2 separate regions of the Mus musculus genome follow, and region 2 is linked to region 1. Evidence: chromatin contacts called from public HiChIP or PLAC-seq data. All regions are on one chromosome and are shown on one strand. The core of a region is the stretch at or near the end of the contact, and the rest is flanking DNA. Distances in the headings are between cores, read along the strand shown. Region 1 holds the start of E330017L17Rik (RIKEN cDNA E330017L17 gene). Region 2 has its middle 37 kb from the start of Ptp4a2.

What was found. HiChIP or PLAC-seq counts read pairs in DNA pulled down with a chosen protein or histone mark.
Region 2: an H3K27ac HiChIP or PLAC-seq map of the HPC-7 cell line shows a contact between it and region 1, with 8 times the contacts expected there. The contact joins the enhancer-like site here to the promoter of E330017L17Rik in region 1. A contact is called at or near these places in 8 of 39 promoter capture datasets (the C10 cell line, cranial neural crest, embryonic stem cells and 4 more), 2 of 15 datasets of contacts at CTCF or cohesin (the NIH/3T3 cell line and large pre-B cells), 6 of 484 Hi-C or Micro-C datasets (bone marrow-derived macrophages, embryonic stem cells, morula and 1 more), 11 of 115 datasets of contacts at active chromatin or transcription factors (the HPC-7 cell line, T-cell acute lymphoblastic leukemia, bone marrow-derived macrophages and 6 more) and 1 of 9 other capture datasets (adipose tissue).

The regions. Positions count from the first base shown.
Region 1 is chr4:129,902,181-129,909,838 of GRCm38.p6, reverse strand. E330017L17Rik (RIKEN cDNA E330017L17 gene) reads right to left here and starts at 3,613. Exons shown (of 3, transcript NR_045190.2): 1 at 3,225-3,613; 2 at 1,250-1,399; 3 at 843-1,133.
Region 2 is chr4:129,779,384-129,787,041 of GRCm38.p6, reverse strand. No RefSeq gene overlaps it. Among named protein-coding and RNA genes, the nearest start is that of Ptp4a2, 37 kb to the left of the region's middle. Within about 2 kb of position 4,556, at least 149 of the 459 cell types and tissues checked have an H3K27ac peak or open chromatin away from gene starts, as enhancers often do. A contact at or near this core is called in the HPC-7 cell line, adipose tissue, bone marrow-derived macrophages and 3 more, where this site is marked.

The DNA.
Region 1 (7,658 bases), core at 2,364-4,863:
GCACTGACCACACACCAACCACCCTGTGCTCAACGTGGGGTGCACACTGTGCCCAGGGTAGGAACCTGGCCCAAGAGTCAATGGGGGCACAGCCCCAGCCCCAACATTTGCCAAGCTGTGGGCCCAAAGGCATCTGTGTCCCCTGGGGGCCAGCAGGAACTCTGCCCAAGAATGAACTCAGCTCACACAGTTCCTGCCACGTGCAGCCCAGCGGAGAGAGTGAAGCCAACGCTTAGAATTCACCCTTATTTGCTGGTGAGGACAGCAGGCTTCTGAGAAAGGAAGGAAATGAGCACATCAGGATCTCTCCATGCTGCAGCCTGAGCTACATCCTCAAGACCCACACACAAGCAACAGCTCCCATCTCAGCTGAGGCCCCTTTGGTGACAAGTTCAGGTTCCTCTGATCTAGAAGAACCTTCTGGAAAGTCCCTCCTCGTCTTGACCTTGCCAGCCCCTTCAGCTGAGCTCCACCCTCCTCTCACTTTTGCTCTGAAACCTTGGGCAGACCCACATGCTGCCTTCACAGGGGCCTTGGTGAAATGACTCCCAAAGTGTGTGCTTCCTGTCCTAGGTCCCTGCAGGCCAGCCGTGTATCCCAGGGATGGACTAGAGTCACTCGAGCCAGAGCTCCTGTGCTGTACCCAAGATTCCATTCACAGCAGCAACTCAAACTGTCACATAGCTAAGAACACACTGATAGAAATGGAATTATACAACTTTACTGAGAGACATAAAGAGATCCCAGTCAATGAGGAGGCCTCCACCTGGGGGAAAGATCAGGACCATAAAAATGTCACTTCTCCCCAAGGCAATCCATAAACTTGATGTAACTGCAGTAAAAATATCAAAGGGACTTTTAATAGAATGTGACAAGTTGATTCTCGAGTTAATCTGGAAGGGGAAAAAAAACCACAAAGCTGATTACACAAGAATAAAACATACCAGAAAAAAAAAATACAGTATTCAGCGGCAGGAAAACACACACAACATTCACCATCTTAACTGTTTCAATTGTGCAGTTTGGTGGCATTCAGCACTTTCAAGACGCCTTATAGCCATCAGCACCATCGTCTCTACAACCAAATGGAAACTTAGTGCCCATTAAGCACTGACTCCCATTCCACACTCCTCCTGAAAGAAAGGGAAAAAAATGTGCTTTGTTTATTTTTGTGTATCTGATGTATGTGCGCGTATGTTTGTATGCACTCTTTTGTGTGAGTGCACACGCAAGGTCGCTGGAAGATTACCTGCCTTGTTTGCCCGTTGCTAGGGGGTTGTGCACACCAGCTATTCACCCTCCAGCTTCCAAGGCTTCGCCTCCCATCTCCATCCCGCTGTAGCATTCAGATGGTGTGCTGGTCAGTTTTGTTGACTTCACACAACAAGTGAAGGGTCACCTGAGAAGAGGGAACTGAAGTTGAAGAATTACTTCCACTAGTTTGTCTGTGGGCATATCTGAGGGGCCTTGTTTTTGTTTTGTTTTGGTTTGGTTTGGTTTGGTTTGGATTGGTTTTTTTGAGACAGGGTTTCTCTGTGTAGCCTTAGCTGTCCTGGAACTCACTTTGTAGACCAGGTTAGCCTTGAACTCAGAAATCCACCTGCCTCTGCCTCCCAAGTGCTGGGATTAAAGGAGTGCGCCACATGCCCAGCTTGAGGGACATTTTCTTGATAGTGATTGGTGTGGGACAGACCAGCTCGAAGCGGGCAGCACTGCTCCTGGGCAAGTGATCCTGAGTTTTATAAACAAACAAACAAACAAAACAAGTCAAGGGAGCAAGCCAGTAAGCAGCACTCCTCCATGGTCTCTGCATCAGTTCCTGCCCCCAAGTTCCTACTTTGAGTTCCTGTCTCAGCTTCCCTCCTCGATGGGCTGTGATTGCGACTCATGAGCCAAATAAACTCTTTCCTCTGAACTTGCTTCTGGCCCCAGTGTTTACCACAGCAACAGAAAATAACTAGGTCACCTGGGCTCTGAGGATTTGGCCCCTGACCCTCCCATAAGTGCTTTTTACTCACTAAGCTATCTCCCCAGTCCTATTTTTGTGTTTTGAGGTAGGGTTTGCTACATAGTCCAGACTGGCCTCAGACTCACTATGTTGCCCTTCATATATAAGCCTGACTCAAAGTCTTCAGCAATCTCCTACTCCAGCCTCCAGAGCGCTAGGATTACAGGCATGTGCCACCATGTCCAATGAAGGAAAACACTGAGTGAAGCCCTCAGGAGGCAGAGGCAGGGGGATCCCTGTGAGTCCTGGATAATCCTGGTCTATGTAGTGAATTCCAAGTCATCCAAGGTTATTTAGAGAGACCGTGTCTCAAAAAACATTGTTTTTTTCCTAGTGAAAATGAGGGAAGTCAGGGATGGAGAGATGGCCCAGTAGGTGAGAGCGCTCACTATACAGGTCTGAAGATAAGAGTCTGAATCTCAAACACATACACAAAGAAGTAGGATTGGCCACATGTGCCTATAACCCCAGTGGCTGCAAGTGTCAGAGACAGGAGGATAGCTGGAAGTGGCTAGCTAGCCTTGCTAGAATTTAATTTAAAAAAAAAAAATTTAAAAAGTGAAACAAGGGGCTGGAGAGATGGCTCAGCGGTTAAGAGCACTTCCAGAGGTCCTGAGTTCAAATCCCAGCAACCACATGGTGGCTTACAACCACCCATAATGAGATCTGATGCCCTCTTCTGGAGTGTCTGAAGACAGCCACAGTGTACTTATATAATAAATAAGTAAATAAATAAATCTTTTTTAAAAAAGTGAAACAAGGCAGAGAGTTATAGAGGACATCTGACCTCCTCCTCTGGCCTCCAAACACACACACACACACACACACACACACACACACACGCGCGTGCACACACATGGAAAAATGAGGGACTGATCAAACCATAAGTAAAAATATCTTATAAAACCAGATGAATTCTATCTATCCATCTATGTACCAGAAGTGAAGGATTCTGACCCCTGGATGAAGAATTTATTTAATAAATACAATTAGAAAAAGTACAAAATTTGAATTCCACCTCGGGCGCACTCAACACCCGTACGAATAAAGTCCCTTTGATTGTAAGAACTAAATGTAAAAAGCAAACCCCAGAACAGCACTAGAAGAAAAATAAGAAAAACATCTAAATTTGACTAAAAACAGTTAACTTGCAAGTGACAGAAGACTCTGTGAATAAAGTTAAAAGATGACAAACACACGAGGAACACAAACGTACCACAGACATCCGGGAACGCCGCAAGAACACAACTTGAAATAATAATAATATGGCTTTCATTTTCCCCGCGTCCTCGCGTCAATCAGAGGCTCCACTTTACCTCAAGGAGAACTGGAGCTTTACTGCGAGAAGATAAAGAGAAAGAGACAGCCAGCATCCCCTCTCATTGTCTCAGGAACTTCGCAGCCAGTCCACTGAAGCCCACATCAGAAACTACGCTTTGGAAAAGCCGAGCCTTTGATTCGAAAGGACTGCTCTGGCAGAGGGAAGAAAATGTTCTTGAAAATCAAAAGGGAAGGTCCCGGGGAACACTGGAGATAAATGTACCCCTTAACTAGATATCGAACATGACTTGAGAAGACCCGGGCTGTGTGCCCCTGAGGAAGTGCGCCGGGCACTGGGCAGGCAAGTGGGACTGAGCCGTGACCTTGGCAGAGGTCACGGGATGTGGGAGGAGAAAATTGTCGCTGCAGGACTTCAAAGTGGGGCAGTCAGTGCTTACAGGTCGCCTACCTCCCCCGGTGCCCCACCCACTCAAACATCTGGAACTGCTAGGATCCAGGCCACCCACTTCCCACATCTGGCTGATCCTCTCTGTAGCTTCAAGTGTCTGCAACAGGCCACCTTGGCTGGAGGGCAACAGTAGCCACTCAGCTCTTCACTATCTGCTGTGGACCTCCAGAGACAGGGCCTGAGGTGCTCAGCTGTTGTGATACCCACCCACCCACCCACAGCTCAGGCTTTTCTGGGGAGTCTCACAGGCCCTCTCCCCACTCATTTATCAGAGAGCAGGATTGTTGACATCCACAGGAGAAGCCATAGTATGGAAGTGAGTATCTCCCTGCAACTTGAACCTGGGTAGAAGAGGGTAGATCGGGGTAAAAGTCTACCCTGGCTGAATAGTTCTACAATTCAGAAAAGGCCCCACCTAATCAATGAAAAGATCCCCAACCCAATAGAAAAATGAGCAAAAGATAAAAAAAATGAAAACTTGATATTAAAGGAACATAGTAGAAAGTCACACCTGGAATCCTAGCACTTGGGCCACTAAAGCAGGATTGCAAGTTCAAGGCTGACTTGAACTACATTTGGAGACCCTGTCTCAAAACCCCACAATAAGGGCCAATGAGGCAGCTCAGCAAAGACACCGCCCACCACAGGAGCCACTACAACATTCAATGTACGAATATGTGGTAGAGAAAGAGTAGAAAGGAACTGCCTGATGTCGGCAGCCTGCCCTGCTACCTGAGGCCATGGGGACCTAACTTCTAGCCCACATTACACTGAGGGCCATGTCTGTGTCCCCAGGAGAGCAGCAGCAGAGGTCTGTGTCCATGCTTACAGCTCATATTACCACCAAAGTCCATGCAGAGATCCCTAGTCTGGGCTGCTGCCTGGGACCAAGGGTTGTGCAGACCTGGTCCCGCCCCTCACTGGGGCAATCAGAAGAGCAGGCCTTGCACCTCCTCTGGGTAGCACAATAGAGCTGGCCATGGGGTTAGGGGGACCAAGTGAGGGGCTCATGGGTGTGTGGGGAGGTAGCTCCACCCCTCATCTGCCAAGAGGTGGAGTGGTCACAGGAGAGATGCCCTTCCTTCCTCAAACCTGCCTATGTTAAGCCAGAGGCTGGCCAGAGGTCTGTAGAGCAGGAGAGCCAGCCCCGCCCCTCAACAGCTGCAGCACTCAAGAGAGCAGGACCTGCATCTTGCCTGGGTAGCACACTAGAACTGATCCTGGTGGCATGGAGATAGGTGAGCCAGCCCGAGGGCATGAGAGTAGGAGAGTTGACCCTGCCCCTTGCAGGGCATTGGGTGAACTAGCCAAGGCAGTGCTGGAGAGCTCACTCTAGTGGCGTGGGTGTGAGAGAGCTGGGGGGCTGACCAACTTGGCTACCACCCAGGCCCAGATCCAGGGCTTTGGGTTGGCCCACCCCAACATCTACCCCATCTAGGAACTGCCGGAGCTCATAAAGGGGCCAGGCCTGCAGATTGAAAGCAGCAGAGCCTCCATAACTCAGGGCAGCAACAGGATATCTGAAAGGAGTCCAGGTAAGGATGCAGTATTGATAGAGTAGCAGAAGCCAGAGGACTCAGACCAGACCAAGGAGTCATTGCAATGAACGTTTGCAAGTGAAGATGTGTGGACAGAGGGGTACGCTGTGGGACACACTGCAGCTCCCATAATAAGATGCCTTTTGTTTTTGTTCTGTTTTGCCTTGTTTTTGTTTTTGTTTTTTAAGTTTATTTGGAGAGGGGTTGCAAGGGCAGAGAGCAGACACAAAGAGATAAAGAGATGAATGGGATTAGGGTACGTGGTGCAAAATAAACAAAGAGTGATTGCAAGGTTAAAAAATACGTTATACAGTTAATGAGGTCTTTATCAAGGATGGTTTGGCAATTCTGTTGACTGTAAATACGCCTGCCTTTAAACTGGACAATCCCACATCTACCAACACAGCCAGCCGAAGATGGCTGAGAAGGTGGCCAATGGTGCCTCTGCCTGCCCACCATGCTTGTGACACACTACCTTGCATTGTTGCTATGAGGAACTGGGTCACAGATCGCATTCGGGGGAGAAAGAACATCGAGCAACTGAGAGTTAGAAAAAAAGAGGCCAGAGGCTGAGACAGGCAGAAATGTCCCCAAGGGTAAACAAAACAGTATAAAGACTGGGGGTGGGGGGTGGACACTGGCAGAGATGAGGGAATGTGAGTCAGAGGAGCCCTAGACAGAAGGATGGGAGGTCCTGACACCTGACAGAGCCAGGGCAAACACTGGACCCTGCCTGGCCTGTGGAGAGGCTCAGTACCATGAAACCATATCAGCCACTTGACAATTTCATCGACTTCACAGACTCGAGCCAGGCAACTACATTAACAAGCCACCCTCAGCCTCAACCCAGTGCTTCAGAGCCAGGATGCTCAGGGACCACGGGTGGCTGCTCAGATGACCTTGAACAGACCCAGATTATTTGCTCAGATGACCAGGGCAAATCTGTATAATCACAGAGAGCCCAAGACTGTGAGGAGGAAGTGGATCCGACCCAAGAAGTACTGGGTTGTCCTGAGAGCAAAGCAGGGCTCCCCAGAACTCTCAAAGCACATGCCTGCTACACACCTGCACACACACACACACACACACACACACACACACCCTGCACACACACACACACATACACCTACCACACACATACCTGTGCACACACACACCTGCACACATACACATCTGTCACACACACACATCTGCACACATACACACCTGCCACACACACACACCTACACACACACACCTACCACACATACCTGCACACCTATACACCTACACACACACCTACCACACACATACCTGCACACCTATACACCTACACACACCTGCACACACACACACACCTGCCACAGCCAGAAGCCTAGTCCTAAAGAAATGCTTGTGCTTAGTGAGGACCAGAGACACCTGCCTAGGGTGTGCAGGCAGGGGCCTGGCTGAGGGGGTGGGGCAGAGAGACAGAGGACAGGTATTGCACCTGGCAGCAATAACTGAGTTTCAAGCTCCTATGAGGATCTGTCAATATGCTGCAGATGCTGGAGAAAGCATTGCTTGTCTGAGACCCACTTTGACCACGCTCCACAGTTCTCCTCAGCTTGTCTGTATTAGGGCTTAACCGAGAAGCCACTCCATCCTGAGCAGCACAGCTTGGGAAATCCAGAAAGCAGAGGCCCAGACTAGAGTCCTGGAGGGATGCCTCGGCTTCTGGACCTCGTGAGGGGTTGCCCTCACTCTCCTCAGAGAAGTCCCACCGGGGTCAAGTCCAGCTACTCACAGCAGGAAGCACCTCAGAGGTCACCCTGTCGGAGGACCCTATGTCCTGTAGGATGCTCCCTGTCAGAGCGCATCTACTGGATTCTTCATCATAACCTTCTTTTACTCCTCCCTGCCCTGTATTTCCAATAACTAGAGGTCAGCCTGAGGTTCGGTCCTCTGGCGAGGTTCCACAGCAGTGCTGGCAGTGCCTGGCCACATATCCTTGACCAGTCCTGGAGGTCATTAGTATACTCCACCTGTTCTGAACCAGCCACTCATGGGAATTCTCTGGTCCTGGGAATTACTGGGAGCTTAGCATCCCTGGAAGACACTTAGTAAGAACAGAATGGGAACCAGAGGCTAAATGCCCAGCCTTCTTTTTTTTCTGGGGAGGCTTCTGGAATGTTCTGTAGCCTTGAGCTTCCATTGCCTGAGTGTCACCCCCTCATCAGTTTATTTTTAACCTTGTGTGTGTGTGTGTATCCATGTTTGTGCGCAGACCTCTCTCTCTCTCTCTCTCTCTCTCTCTCTCTGTGTGTGTGTGTGTGTGTGTGTGTAGATGAGTGTGAACATGTGAGTGTGTGTAGAACCAAGGGCCAATCTTGGATGGCTTCCTCCTTTGCTCTCCACCTTATTT
Region 2 (7,658 bases), core at 3,307-5,806, 120 kb after region 1:
TGATCCCAGCACTCGGAAGGCAGAGGCAGGCGGATTTCTGAGTTCGAGGCCATCCTGGTCTACAAAGTGAGTTCCAGGACAGCCAGGGCTACACAGAGAAACCCTGTCTCGAAAAACCAAAAAAAAAAAAAAAAAAAAATGTCAGGCATAGAAGCACATCTTAGTTTCTGCACTCATGAGACAAAGGCAGGCAGATCTCTGTGCACTCCAAGACAGCTAGGTCTACATAGTGAGATCTAGATACTATATATATATATATATATATATATATATATATATATATATATGTGTGTGTGTGTGTGTGTGTGTGTGTGTGTGTGTATATATATATATATATATGCACACACACACACACACACACACACACACATACATAAATATGCTTTGTGTGTGCCCGTGCATGTCTGGTGGGGTGACGGGGCACCCACATGTCTCTGTATGCACGCAATAGTCACAGGATGACTTTCCAGACTGCACTTCTGTCTTCCACTGTACGGGTTCAGGGGATCAAACTCAGGACACCAGGTATGGCTTAAGCCATCTTGCCATCCCAGGCCACAGTATTTTTAAATAAAAATAAGCATGAACTGGAACTCAAGATGTTATGTTGTAGAACATAGCGTTTGTCTGAAAAAAAGATTTAAGGTAAAAAATGTAACATAACAAATAGCTTCCGGGCTGGAGAGATGGCTCAGCGGTTAAGAGCACCGACTGCTCTTCCAAAGGTCCTGAGTTCAAATCCCAGCAACCACATGGTGGCTCACAACCATCCGTAATGAGATCTGACGTCCTCTTCTGGTGCATCTGAAGACAGCTACCGTGTACTTAGATAAAATAATAAATAAATCTTTTTTAAAAAACAAAAAACAAAAAAAACAAAAAAAAAACCCAAATAGCTTCTTCCTGTTTTTACACTCTAGCCCCACCCAGCCTCGCAGAGCACCTGCCCTCCCAAACATTCATTTTTCTCTGTCTTTGGAGCTACTTGAGTAGAAAAAGAAGTATGAAGCATATATGTAAGACCTGTCCTGAGGCTTCTAATGTTAAAGATATTGACAGGGATAGAAACCCACAGCATAGTCTCCAAATGAAAAAGCAGGTTTCAAAAAGATAGTCAAACCCATGACTGGTGCGAGTCTCAGGTCACAACACATCAGGTGATTTTCTCTTCCGTGTATTTTCCCATATTGTTAGAAGGTTCTATAATGTACATGAAAAATATTACTAGCTGGGCGTGGTGGCGCATGCCTTTAATCCCAGCACTCGGGAGGCAGAGGCAGGTGGATTTCTGAGTTCGAGGCCAGCCTGGTCTACAAAGTGAGTTCCAGGACAGCCAGGGCTATACAGAGAAATCCTGTCTCAAAAAACCAAAAAAAAAAAAAAAAAGAAAGAAAAAAAAAAGAAAGAAAGAAAGAAAGAAAGAAAGAAAGAAAGAAAGAAAGAAAGAAAGAAAGAAAAATATTACTAAGGTATTTACATAGGGGGGCTAGATACCTTGATTTTATTTTCTCTTATGTTGTCCTTGTAGTGTGTTTAACCAGATTTCCTCTGATACATCATCACTCTTCTGGAATAGGAGAGTTTACTTGGTTGCCTAGTCATCTGGGAGGTTGCTTCAGGCAGTAACCTTTCTTACAGGGAAGAGTTTCCGTGAGCCTGGTGGAAACGCTAAATGGCTCACCAGTGCCCTCTAGTGGGAATAATATTTCAGTGCCATTTAGCTAAATAACTCCTGTATTCCAACAAGCCAAGGTTATCCTCAAAGGCTGATTTCCCGTTGACTGTCATCCCTGCAGTCTGAGCGCCTGATGCCAGCCAGCATCAGGAGATCAGAAACCAGCTCTCAGATAGATCATGGTCTTGCTTTACCTAGACTAAACCCAGTGGCTGCAAGCCAGTGTGAACATTATCTGCTAGAAAGCAGGGGCTCCTAGATGCTCTTTAATAACCATTAAGAGAAAAAAAAAAAAGACAGCTTTCTTGACTAGTAAAGAGGTCTGGTGGTCAGGGGTGTGGACAGTAGAAAGCAGGTTGCAAGAAGACACAGTCATTCTAATCATGAAATCGTTACCTTTGTGTGGACTGGAGAGATGGCTCAGTGGTTAAGAGCACAGGCTGCTCCTCCAGGTTCCCTGGAGGATTCCCAACACCCACATGCTGGCTCAGGATCACAATTCCAGGAGATCCGATACCCTATTCTGGGCTTTCTGGGTACCAGGCATGCATATAGTATACCACACACACATGCAGGCAAAGCATTTATATACACAAAATAAAGTACATTTTTTTGTTGTTGATGATGTTGTTTGTCTTTTGAGACAGGATCTCTCTATTCCATAGCTCTTTCCTGGAGTCAGAGCTATCTTATCTATGTAGACAAGGCTGGCCTCACACTCATAGAGATCCATCTGTCTCTGCCTTTTCCTCCCTGAGTTGCTTTGGTCATGGTGTTCTATCAGCACAATAGCAACCTTAACTAAGACAAATAAAAATCTTGTTTCATTTTGTTTTGTTTTGTTTTTTTCAAGACAGGGTTTCTTTCTGTAGCCCTGGCTGTCCTGGAACTCACTCTGTAGACCAGGGTGGCCTCGAACTCAGAAATCTGCCTGCCTCTGCTTCCGGAGTGCTGGGATTAAAGGCGTGTGCCACAACCCCCAGCTTAGTTGTATTTTTTTTTTTAAGATTTATTTATTATTATATCTAAGTACATTGTAGCTGTTTTCAGACACACCAGAAGAGGGCGGCAGATCTCATTACTGATGGTTGTGAGCCACCATGTGGTTGCTGGGATTTGAACTCAGAACCTTCAGAAGAGCAGTCAGTGCTCTTAACCACTGAACCATCTCTCCAGCCCTAGTTGTAATTATTTCTATGTGTATAGGTGTTTTGCCTGCATGTGAGTCTGTGCTCCACAGGTATGCCTAGTGCCCACAGCAGCCAGAAGAGGTCATTGGATCTCCTAGAACTGGACTTCTAGATGTTTGTGAACCACTATGTGGGTGTTGAGAATTAAACCCAGATCCTCTTAACTGCTGAGCCATCTCTCCAGCACCTTTCAGCTTTATCTTAATCAGTTTGGAAATGGACTTGGGACTCCTGCCAAATAGATGAGAAGCCTGGAAGTTTAGTTTGGTTTGCTTTTTTTTTGGGGGGGGGGGTTACTGGGAATCAAACTCAGAACCCGATGCTTGCTATCTATCACTGAGCTGAGCCCCAGCCCTCTTTTCACATTTTCTTTTTGGTTTTCCTGAGACACTGTTTCTCTGTGTAGTCCTGGCTGTCCTGAAACTCGCTCTGTAGACCAGGCTGGCCTCCAACTCAGAGCTCCGCCCAGCGCTGGAATCAAAGGTCTGCTCCACCACCACCCAGCTTTCTTTTTACCTTTTTATTTTGAGACAGAGTCTTACTCAGTTGCCTAGGCTGGTCTTGAACTTGTAATCCTCCTGTCTCAGATTCTGAAGCCACTAAAGATGTTAAACCTGTGCCACCAGGAGAAGACAAAGCAAATCAGGCGACTAGAGCCAAAGGATGGGGGACACTCTGTTGGCCTAGGAGCTTGTTCCTAAACTCAAGCCTCAACTGTTGGATAGACTTGTCTAAAGTTTATGGCTCAAGATCAGGTATATGAGGCATATATATATATTTCTCTCTCTGCCTCCCTCTTCTTTTCTCCCTCCCTAACAACCAAAAGAATCCTTATTTGGCAAATGTATCAGTCAGGGTCCCAACTGAAAACAGATGGTGCACTCAAATTAGAATAATTTGAAGAGGGTTTATTCACAACAGTGTGGGTGGGTGTGGGGGAACTCAGAAGGGGTGGTGCGGTGACCCGAGGCTACAAACAGCTGAGGAACTGTCACTACCCTGAGGCCTGAGGGGATAGGGGAGCTGGTTACCTGATCCCTGAGGGAGAGAGGGCCTGCTCAGGAAGGCCAGTGACTGTCAATCAAGGCCCATTCCAGCCTGGGAAGGAAGAGCAATGAAAGGGGAAGCCCTCTGGCACCTCTTGCCTCAAACTCTCCTCTCATTGGCTGAGTTTAACCAGAGGGTAAAGGGGCCTGTTGGTGACACATCCTGACAGAACCAGACACAGACTAGAGCCAAGAGGAGCCAAGGGTGGACCTGAAGGAGTACACAGAGTACAGCTAGAGTTCCCAGAAAGGAGACAGCCTGCCTCGGGTCCCTCTCACAACCCTACACACTGGTCACGTGGAACCTCACGACAAAATGTTTAGTTATGTTGGCCAGGTTAGACTTGATCTTGAGTCCCCTGTCTCTGCCTCCCCACACACTAGGATGGCATGTGCCACCTCATCTCACTCACAGACCAGAGTTCTGGAAGTGGCATAGAGCCCTGTGGTCCTTAGAGATGACCTATTGAAGGGCACATTCCAGATTCCCAGAATCTAGAAAGAGGCCATTTAACCAGCCTCATTGACTTTGCAGGGAAGAGAAGGCAGGCAGCCCAGCTCCTCCCTTGGCCAGACAGCCCTGTGCTAGCTTCAGGCTGTGGCTTTGCCAGCTCCATTACCCCCCCCACAGAATCTCTGTCCTCAGGCCTGTGTGGCCCCAGTCACCAGCGCCACCAGACAGCAACTTCCCTTTCTCTCCACAGGAGATGTCTGCTTCCTTCTGCAGCCAGTCAGAGAGGCTTTTGGGATTCCCCACTGCTGGCAGGGGTCCAGTAATGCCCTGAGGACAGGGCCGAGCTGCATCCGACTGTCTCATTTGGTCACACAGATACCTGTCCCTTCTTTTCTCCCCAAACATTTAAACATTTATTCTCCTTGCTGCCAAAGTGAATTCTGATACCTCTAAGAGAATGGCCCTCATACCTTTCCACAGTCTTCCTTCCTTCTTTCCTCCTTCCCTCCCTCCCTTCTCAGTGCTGAGGATTAATCCCAGAGCCTCATAAGGAAGTGCTCCTCTGTGCTGCCCCCTCCCCCAGCGGGCTCTCAAATCCAGCTTAGCACCCCTCAAATAGCCCTTAGCACCTCCCCTGAAGGCCTTCCTCATTCTCAAACAGAAGTACTTCTGCATGCAAAACACCTAATAATAGCAGCTAGTGTTTATTGCCCATCTGAGCTAGTTGCCAGAAGGGAGACATCTCAGTCCACATAGGAGCTTTGTGAAGTAGGTGCTTGATAAAATGCACTGGGCATGCTGTGAATGGCACCCCAAACGCATACACAAGCACACGGTGACCTGAGGTCACCGTGAGAGCCACTCCTTTATCTCCATGAGTGAGAAAGCTAGCTTCAAAAGAACACCTCACTTAAGTGCACACAAGCAACCAAAAGGCAGAGATGGGTCCCAAAGCCAGGTCGGACAAAGCCCAAGTCTTTGTTCTTAGACCTATAGTATTTCACTGTGACTGGGGCACGCGCAGACTACAGTGACATAGCGACTTGGAAGAGTCCCAGATGGACTCTGTGACGAGGTTACAGGGTGCTGGCATCCCAGGAGGCCAATTCCCCATACAAATAAAGCACCTTCTGCACTGTCAACAACAATCTCCATCAGGTATTTACTTATTTATTTATGTTATGTATATGAGTACACTATAGCTGTCTTCAGACACAGCAGAAGAGGACATCGGATCCCATTACAGATGGTTGAACCCTCAATTCCCAGCAACCACATGGTGGCTCACAACCATCTGCATTGGGATGCAGTGCCCTCTTCTGTTGTGTCTAATGGGTGCAACCGTGTACTCACATAAATAAAATAAATACATCTTTTTTCATTTATTTATTTATTTTTTTATTATATGTAAGTACACTGTAGCTGTCTTCAGACACACCAGAAGAGGGAGTCAGATCTCGTTAGGGATGGTTGTGAGCCACCATGTGGTTGCTGGGATTTGAACTCAGGACCTTTGGGAGAGCAGTCGGGTGCTCTTACCCGCTGAGCCATCTCACCAGCCCCATAAATACATCTTTAAAAAAAAAAAAAAAAAAGCACATGTCCTGGGGGTTAGCCCAAAGGTTCAAACAAGAGAACCAGCTCTTACCAGCTCTAAGACAGAAGACAGCAATAATACCCACTCTTGTGAGAATTAAACACACTGTTCATGTGAAAAGACTTGTTGATACTGGGGTCAGGGTGGGTAGGTATCACCTGGAACATTTAACCAAGCAGCAAGCAGTGAGCGCTTGGCCAGGTTTCCAGGTGGCTGAAGACAGCTTTGTTTGAAGTGAGGATTGCAGCCAGTTACTAGTTCCCAACATCTTACCAAAAACTTCCAGTGAGGTTTGTGTTGTTGGTTTTTTGTGTTTTTTGTTTGTTTGTTTGTTTTTGTTTTTTGAGACAGGGTTTCTCTGTATACAGCCCTGGCTATCCTGGAACTCACTCTGTAGACCAGGCTGGCCTCAAACTTAGAAATCTGCCTGCCTCTGCCTCCCAAGTGCTGGGATTAAAGGAGTGCGCCACCACTGCTCAGCGCATCACATGTTCTTAACCTTACACTACTATCACGAATGGGATTCCTTTTCAAGTGTTTGGTATCACTCTGGGGATCCAGAGCCACAATGGCTGCCAAATGAGTTTTAACTACAGAGGATGAAAGGATGGTGGTGGTGTTTGCTGTAAAACTCTGACCGAGGGCTGGAGAAATGGCTCAGTGGTTAAGAGCACTGACTGATCTTCCAGAGGTCCTGAGTTCAAATCCCAGCAACCACATGGTGGCTCACAACCATCTGTAATGGGATCCAATGCCCATTTCTGGTGTGTCTGTAGACAGTGACAGTATACTTACATACATGAATAAATAAATAAATACAATGAACAGGAAGGAACAGGAGTAAGGATAAAATCATGTGAATGGGGCTGCAAGTTTGGTGTAGGTCATATTTTGAAGTTTATATCAGACCTAAGAAACAGGAACTTTTTTTTTCAGGTTTTTCAATACAGGGCTTCTCTGTATAGTCCTGGCTGTTCTGGAACTCACTATGTAAACCTTAGACCAGGCACCAGGCTGGCCTTGAACTCACAGAGATCCATCTGCCTCTGGAGTATTGGGATTGAAGGTATGTACCACCACCCGGCAGGGACTTATTATCCTTTATTTTTATTTTTTTAAGAATTATTTACAGGGGCTGGAGATGGCACAGCGGTTAAAGAGCACTGACTGCTCTCCCAAAAGTCCTGAGTTCAAATCCCAGCAACCACATGGTGGCTCACAACCACCAGTAATGAGATCTGATGCCCTCTTCTGGTGTGTCTGAAGACAGCTACAGTGTACTTAAGGTATAATAATAAATAAATCTTTTTAAAAAAAAGAATTATTTACTTATTTTATGTATATGAGTACACTATCGTTCTCTTCAGACACACCAGAAAAGGACATCAGGTCTCATTTCAGACAGTTGTGAGCCACCATGTGGTTGCTGGGAATTGAACTCAGGACCTGTGTCTTAAGCGCTGAGTCATCTCTCTAGCTCAGGAATTTACTCTTAATTACAAATAGGAACTTGCAAGGACTTAACACAGGACAAATAGGAATGTATTCTTTAACTACCAAGAGAAACTGTAACCTGAGCAGGACAAATTACAAAAGGAAACCTTAAATTGCAAGGATTTAGCAGAGGACAAGCAGGAAGGTATTCCTAACTGTCTTAAGTGCAGACAGAGCCCTTGGCCTGCAAGGTATACTGTCC